Linked DNA regions of Sus scrofa: region 2 is linked to region 1. Evidence: chromatin contacts called from public Hi-C data. All regions are on one chromosome and are shown on one strand. The core of a region is the stretch at or near the end of the contact, and the rest is flanking DNA. Distances in the headings are between cores, read along the strand shown.

Region 1 (3,859 bases), core at 1,337-3,836:
ACGAGATATTGAATACACTTCCTTGTGCTATACAGTAGATCCTTGTTGTTTATCTGGGACTTCCTTTTATTTATTGTACAATGTAGTTTTTTTTTTTTTTTTGGTCTTTTTAGGACCGCACCCTTGATATGGAGGTTCCCAGGCTAGGGACTGAATCGGAGCTGTAGCTGGTGGCCTATGTATGCCACAGCCACAGCAACGCCAGATCCAAGCTGTGTCTGCAACCTACACCTCAGCTCATGGCAACGCTGGATCCTTAACCCACAGAGTGAGGCCAGGGATCAAACCTGCATCCTCATGGATACTAGTCAGATTTCCACTGAGCCATGGCAGGAACTCCTGCTTTGTTTTTAATTATATGCAAGGGTATCTTCTTTTCAGTGCCCAGGTCTCCAAAGGTATTATCAGGTCCTGAGGAGGGCAGAAGTGGGGTACAGATGCCTGTGGGGGGCCAACTGATGACTTGAGAAAGAGAGGGGCATGGGGTGAGGGAGCTAATCCACCCTATTGAGACTCAGATCAGGGGAAGGTCTTTTGAACCACAGACCACAGCTCCGAGATTTTCTCCTGGGCACAGGAGACCAGAGGAGCAGAGAGATGAGCTGGAATGCTGATAGCAGGGACTTAAAACCGAGGTGGTTAAAGTTGCAGGACCCTAAGAAATCGCTAAATTCAACTTCCTCATTTTACAGAGCGTCAGATCCCCAGTAAGACAGAGAATTGCGCAGGGTCATTCAAGGAATTTGTGGCAGAGCAAGGATCAATTCATTTGTCTGCTTAAGCCAGGGCCACTGAAGCTAGGAGGCCCTGCTTCCTCCCCCTACCCCCACAGTGCATTCCCCAAGTCCCTGGGTACCCACCGTGGGGGTTCAGATACTGTAAGAACAGTTCTGCCTCAGGGCTCGCAGGCCAGGGGAGAAGTCAGACAGGCACATAAGGCTGTGCCATAAACCCTGAAAGGGCCACATAGGGATGGCCCTCCCTCCAGAGGAAGCAGGCTGAGGTGGGCACCGGAGCAACCCCAGAATTAGGCAGAGATGGACAGGGAGAGTGCACCCCCTGCAGAGAGCAGTAGGGCGCCAGTGGAGCAGGGCAGTTGGGGCTCCTGGGAGCGTGAGATCGCTGTTTGTCAGGGACAGAGGGAACCTGTGCAAGGGACATAGTGGGTGGAAGGGCTGGCCTGTGACCAGCCTGGGTAACCATTTCAGCACCTCAATTGTTCCAGGAGCCCTCAGGGCATGCCTTTTGATTTCGGGAGCTGTGTGACCCTGCCATGGGCCTGAAGAAAGTGTGCAGGAACCTTTTCTAAGCCTCCAGTCCCCAGCTGACCACCTCCTACCCCGTCCCCTCCTGTGACTTGACATGGCCACACCCTCTGCAAAGCCAAGGGAACTAGCATTAGCCTCTAGCCTGGCCTGCCTCCACCCCCCTCACCTCCCACCCAGAGAGCCGTGGGTAGGAAGTCTGGAATTCTTCTAGACCAGGCTTTTTGGCTGTCCTGGTGTTGAAACCAGGCCTGTTTCCACTCCTGTGGACTCTGGAGCCTCTTCTCATGTGGGGCAATAACCCCACCTCTGAGGATTTTTAAAGGTGCCAGGGAAGTGACCGGTGTGAATGCCCCAGACCAAACTGCCTAGTTTGTCTCCTCAGGATGAGAAATGGGCCTTCAGAAACAGGAACACAAAGCTGGACCCCCAGGGTTAGTGAGAGGAGGGGGCTCAGAGCAGATGGCCTGCCTGGGGAATGTCCAGAGGACGATAACCAAGGCTCTGCCTTGCCAGCTGTCACCCATTACCACTGGTACCCACCCCAGCAGCGGGCAGGATTTACACTCTGGGGCCTGCCCTCTGAGCAGGTGCGGTGATGATTATAATGGTCACTGGGGGAGTTGCTCCTGTGGCGCCATGGAAAAGAATCCGACTAGTATCCACGGAGATGTGGGTTCCATCCCTGGCCTCGCTCCATGGGTCAGGGATCCAGTGTTGCCATGAGCTGTGGTATAGGTCGCAGATGCATCTTGGCTCCAGCGTGGCTGTGGCATAGACCCGCAGCTGTAGCTCCGATTCGACCCCTAGCCTGGGAATTTCCATGTGCCGCGAGTGCGGCCTTAAAAAGCAAAAAAAGGAAAGTCACTGGGGGAGGCAGACCACACAAGACTTCAGAGAGATGGGTGCTTCCAGCTGTGTGGAGGACTGAGAGGGAGTGAATGTGACCTGGTAGATCAGAGAGGGCAGGGGGCAGTAAGTAATAAGGGGCCTTAAGGGAGAGCACCCCTGGAAGCAGGAATCCCTCACTCTAAGGTGCTTTCAGGCCCAGGTGTGAACGCCTCTTCTCGAGACCTCTTTTGAGTGAAGGAGGGGCGGGCCCATCAGGACTCTAAGTAGTCGCAGCAGAAGGAAAGACAGGAAGGATGGTAGGGACCTCCTCCTCTTACAAACCCCAGACCCACGGGTCGGGCAGGCGCTCTCTCACACCTGGCAAGTTGATTATGCTAATTGAAGGAACCCCGGTCGGTACCCGCGCGCCTCGAGGCTCCGCCTCGTCGAGCGACCTATCCGGTGGAGGGGCGGGGTTATGCTAATGGAGCCGGTCTGGCCACAGGGGCGGCGCGGGCAGCTGCACCGAGCTCAGGCGAGGCGGCGGCGGCGATGGCCATGGCCGGGGCGCTGGCAGGTCTGGTTGCGGGCTTGCAGGGCCCGCGGCTCGTCCCCAGCCCGGATTCAGACTCGGACACAGACTCAGAGGACCCGAGTACCCGGCGCAGCGCGGGCGGCCTGCTTCGCTCGCAGGTCATCCACAGCGGTCACTTCATGGTGTCGTCCCCGCACAGCGACTCCCTGACTCGGCGGCGCGACCAGGAGGGGCCCTTGGGGCTCGCTGACTTCGGGCCGCGCAGCATCGACCCCACACTCACCCGCCTCTTCGAGTGCATGAGCCTGGCCTACAGGTGAGGGCAGCTCCGGGGCCGACGGCCTCGGTCCTCCACGGCGGGACCGCGCGCTGGGGCCCCGGACACCCCCACCTGGCCCCAAGTCCTGGTCCCCGGCTGCTCTCAGAGACTCTGGCCACAGCCTAGATACCCTCCCTCCACCTTAACCTGGAGTTTTTTTCCGACCCAGCCCAGCTGCACCTCCTGGGTCCCATTCCTCCCCACCATGACTCCTTCCCTAGGGCTGGGACCTCCTGCTCTCCACCTCCACTTCTGCAGGCCTGCTGCAGACCTCCCTCCCACCTCCCGACCCCTCAGCCCCCAAAGAAATGCCAGGGCATCCCTTGCGCTCCCAGGACCCTAGGCTGTCCTAACATCCCACCCTCCACTCCAGGGGCCACTCCACCCAACTGCTTGCAGCAGCCCGGGCCCAGACCCACCCTATTCCTGCACCCTCCTGGTACTCCTCATGCCCATTACTGTCCCAGTTCATAGCCACAGTGACAGAAACCCAGTATCTCCTCCACCCTGCACCCTCCAAATGCAGGGACACCTGTTCTTGACCTGCTAGGTCAAGGGTGGCTGGAGGGTGCTCCGCTGGGACCCAGGGAGGCTCAGCTCGAAGTTTCCCAGCCGTGGACAAGCAGAGGGTGTTGAGGGTTGCAGGGGGGCTGGTCCCTGGGAGGCCTGGGCTCCCCTCCCTAGGTCGTCCCTGGAGTCTGAGCGCCTAATGCTGCCTGGGACCCCTGCTTGGCGTGTTGCAGAGCACACAGGCCGCGCCCAGCCCCAGCTCCACACCTGCTTCTCAGGGAAGGGTGCGAACCGGGGTCCTGGCTCATTGCCCTGGAGCAAAGTTCCCCAGAGCGGAGGGGCCAGGATCAATTATCAACTGAAAAACCGTAGGGGAGAAAGGGGGATCGGCCCGGCCTT
Region 2 (4,141 bases), core at 1,280-3,779, 160 kb before region 1:
GGTTTCTGGAGCCATGGATCAGGGCCAAAGGCTTAGAATTCTGGGAGAATCCAGAACCTTGATCACAGCGTTTGCTCCATTGCTGTCCTCCCTGGGTCCCAGCAGACGCCCAGGGAAGCTGCTCTCAGACCTTTTGGAAAATTTTAAAAGCACGCCCTCTGGTGGCAGGACTCTGTGAGTGCAGGGCACTGGTAGCAGAGGGTCCCTCAGCCCTCACACACAGGGCGACCTCAGTCTCACGCCCTTACTCCGCGAAGGCAGGACACGACCTGCCCAGCTGTACATGGCAACCGTCCATAATGAGTCGCTGGAAGGTCACAGGTGACCTTTGCCCAGGGCAAGTCCTGTTCACCCACTTGTTTCCCCTCTCGGAGCAATAGCTGGGGTCCGGGAGGGTGGAGCGTGCAAAGTCCCTCCGCTCTGTCCTGTGCCCTTGCCCCTCCCCCACCCACCCCTTCTGTCTCCAACATTAAGGCCCTGCGGGGTCGTTGGGTCTTCGGAAAGGCCTCCTTGCACTAAGTTTTGAAGGATGGGTAGGAGTCTTCCAGAGAAGAGAGTAGGAAGGATGGTCCCACGGCAGGAATGGCACGGGTCTAACAACTCAGTAGTACTAGGTCATAAAGTGAGACAGGGGGTAGGTGGTGAGGTCAGCAACGGCCACATGGGTCAGAATATTCTATCAAATGATAGGAGCCATTGAGGACCCAAGGCAACAAGGCGCTAGAGATCGCTGGGGACTTTACAAGGGAAGAAGTTAGACGAGGGCAGAGAAGGGGTCTTGGGGAGCAAGGGGGAGATTGGATAGGAACTCACAACAATTAACCTTCTAGACACAAGGTGATGGGGCTGAAGTGGACAGATGCCAGAGATGTGTAGACGATGGAACGGAAGGGTTAGAAGCCATCACAAATGATGAAAGGGGAGTTCCCTTGTGGTGCAGCAGGTTAAGGATCCAGCACTGTCACTGCTGTGGCGAGGGTTAGATCCCTGGCCCAGGAACATCTGCATGCTGTGGGCGTGGCCAAAAAAAAAGGTGGTGAGAGGTCCAAGATGGTACCCTCCTTGCAAGCTAACCAGTCAGCCTGTAAGAGCATCTTGGATGCTGGTAGAAGGCGCAAGACTCCTGGGTCAGAGATGATGGACAATGCATTACAGCACTAGCAGTAAACTAGGGTATAAGTATTTTGCATTGGTCTTTTGAGTCCCAGATCCCACAGGGTGACATAAAAAGGGGCAGAGGGTACCTGTACCCGAAGTGGGTATATTGTGGAAGAGAAACCCTGAGCTTAGGGAACCCAAATCTTTTCTGATGGGCAGTAAGCAAGCCTGCCTCTGCTCCCGAGAGAGACGTTATCATGCTGGACCATGCCTGTGCTTTGCACGAGGAGAAGTTATACCTTCCAAGTATAACTGGATCCTAGAAAGATCACCCAAAATGAAGAGCCATCAAGTCCTGTGAATAAACTCAGGACACCTGTGGGGAATTGTTTCCCAACAGAGGAGTGAAGGAAGAAAGGTGAGGTGAGGCAGAAGTCAGGGATACACCTCAGAAGTCTTGAGCCAAGGGTGGGTGGAGGTGCTGCCCACAGAGGTGGGGGATGGAGGAGGAGCAGGTTTGGGGAAAAATCCGATTGCTGGGAGTGGGATGGCGGAGGCTGAAACCAGAATTTGCAATTTGTTTTCCATCCTCTCTCTCCTCTTTGGCTTGCCCCCCACCACGGCCCCTCTTAAAAGGAAACAACAGGCCCACAATGGAGTCACTTGTGCTAAGCTCCACCTGGACTTCATATTTAACCTAATTGTAATTTCAGCCTCTTGGGCATAGGATTTTAAGCCAATCCACCAGGAATTTCCTGGTCAGCACTTGCAAAGTAATCTAAGACCCCTGCCTTCCTTTAAGGGCAGGTGACCTGAAATAACCCAGCCTCTTCATTTCTTTGTCCCACCCTCCTTCTGCCTAGGAAAGCCTGCCTCTTTGTACAGCTCCTCGGGGCACCTTTCTCCTTGCTGGCCGGGAGGCTGACTGTGATCAGTGGTTGAATAAAGTAAATCAGATCTCCAAACATACGCAGTTGAATTGGGGTTTTTAACAGATGTGGTGGCTGTGGTAGGACCCAGAGTGAAATTCTGATGGTTTTCAGGGACAATGGGAAAAACAGGTATGGTACCTCGAACCCCTTTTTGGGTTCAGTCTTTCTGTTCATTTCTGAGCCCCAGGGTAAGTTCCTTGTGGTTGTGGGCCCTGCTCTCTTTGCATCAAGCTCCCGGTCTAATTGGCTTTCCAGTCTGTTCCCCCATTTGTTTAGAAATCCCAGCCCTTGATTCTCTCCCCAGATTCCATGTTGGGAAACTGCTGGTGGTTTCGTCTGCAGTTTCCCATTTGTCAGGAATCCTCCCCCAAATTCCACCTTGGCAACTGCTATGGCCACTGTAGTTTCCCATTTGTTTGGAAGCAGTCTGCTGTCTTCATTTGCTGAGGTCTGCTGGTTCCATGCTTTTCCCCAGTCCAAAGTTCCATGGGGATTGTTGGTGGTTACCAGCTGGAGTCGGACTGAGTCCAACTTGAGCCGGACTGGGTCCATAAAGGCTAACAGGGACCTCAGACGCCAAAAAGCTGCAAAAATTGGTAGGTCCTGTGCAAACACTGGAGACATCCAATCCAACTGTCTCGGAAAAGAAGAGCAGACGTCAAAACACGGGATCAAGATTTTCTACTTTAACTAAACATGAAACTCTTTCTTCTTCCCTTTCTTTCCTTTCCTCTGGCCTAGGTCTGGAAAGATGATGCCTTCAGCTCTGTCTCTCAGGCCATTGCTGAGGAAAGAAGCTCTGGAATTTAGAACAGATTCTCACGCCATATGCACTAAAAACCTGACTGACCCGTGGCTTAGAAGTAAATACAAATGCGAATTTGATCAGAAACCTCTCGAAACACTGTAGATTCCGTTGCTAAGACACTAGCTACTCAGGAAAGCTCCTTAGACTCTGGCCAAAGTTGTTCTTGATAACAGGATTATCTTGTGGCTGAGCAGGTCTGTGGCCAACCCCACCTGCTGCATGCACCGGGAGTGAACACTTCTGGGGAAGCCGAAACTCAGTTTCATAAGGTCACTGAGCAAAGCATTTGGCTTGGAAAGGTGACTCCTCCAATGGGGTCTCTTTGACTTAATTGGATTTTGATTAGTTTGGATCCTGGGGACCCACGGCTTCTGAGGACACATGTTTGACAGTGAAAATTGTCCTGCTTATAGTTATAATTGTATGCCTGGTGCATTGCATTTTCTCAAAAGCTTTAAATGCTTGTTCACAGCCACTAATCACCCAGCAAATCTCCCTGAGGCTGGACTTCAAAAACGGAACAAAGCAAATGATCCAGTAAAAAAAAAACTGTGTGCCTGGAGGTGTGACCTGTGAATACCACACCGACTCAGCAAAAAAGCAAAAAAGCAGCATCAACAAATGCTGTGAGAACTACAGAGCAGCAAAGTGAGGGGTAGTCGTGTCTTCAGTTCTGATCACATCTCTCAGTTGAGAGTTTGATCAAAGGGGGAGAATTGCTAAAAAGGAACAACAGGCCCCAAATGGAGTCACCTGCGCTAAGCCCCACCAAGACTTAATACCTAACTTAATTGCAATTTCAGACTCTCAGGAGGGCAGTTTTAAACCAATCAGTCTGAGAACATTGTAAATCAACTGGAATAAACAATTTTTTTAAGGTCACCAGCAAGCATCTATTTTATTTTATTTTTTTTTAAGCATTCCTGTTGTGGCTCAGCAGGTTAAGAACCCAACTACCATCCATGAAGATGAAGATGCAGGTTCCACCTCTGGCCTTGCTCAGTGGGTTAAGGGATCCCGTGGCGTTGGTGGGCAGCTGCAGCTGCGATTCACCCCCTAGCCTGGGAACTTCCATATGCTGCAGGTGCAGCCCTAAAAAGAAAACAAAACAAAACAGGTGGGAGCTAGAAATGGCACACTGCCCCCTTCCCCTGCAGGGCTGACCCTCAGGGTACCTCTCAAGCTCCATTAGGCCCAGGTCCCAGGCTCGGCTCTGATTCACCAGTGTGCTCTTCTTGGTCCCCTAAGCTAGAGGCCTCTCTGGCTCTGTGGCTGCCAGACCGCAGAATGGAGGGACACGCAG

Evidence for each region. Hi-C and Micro-C count contacts between places; a contact is called where the count stands out from the background.
Region 2: a Hi-C map of liver shows a contact between it and region 1, with 1.8 times the contacts expected there. The contact joins two enhancer-like sites. A contact is called at or near these places in 5 of 47 Hi-C or Micro-C datasets (embryonic fibroblasts, liver, mesenchymal stem cells and 1 more).

The regions. Positions count from the first base shown.
Region 1 is chr3:10,915,483-10,919,341 of Sscrofa11.1, reverse strand. All of the region lies in intron 1 of MLXIPL (carbohydrate-responsive element-binding protein), which reads left to right. Among named protein-coding and RNA genes, the nearest start is that of MLXIPL, 17 kb to the left of the region's middle. Within about 2 kb of position 2,586, at least 45 of the 83 cell types and tissues checked have an H3K27ac peak or open chromatin away from gene starts, as enhancers often do. A contact at or near this core is called in liver, where this site is marked.
Region 2 is chr3:11,071,324-11,075,464 of Sscrofa11.1, reverse strand. The region is part of intron 2 of TMEM270 (Williams-Beuren syndrome chromosomal region 28 protein); the gene reads right to left. Among named protein-coding and RNA genes, the nearest start is that of TMEM270, 14 kb to the right of the region's middle. Within about 2 kb of position 2,529, at least 5 of the 83 cell types and tissues checked have an H3K27ac peak or open chromatin away from gene starts, as enhancers often do. A contact at or near this core is called in liver, where this site is marked.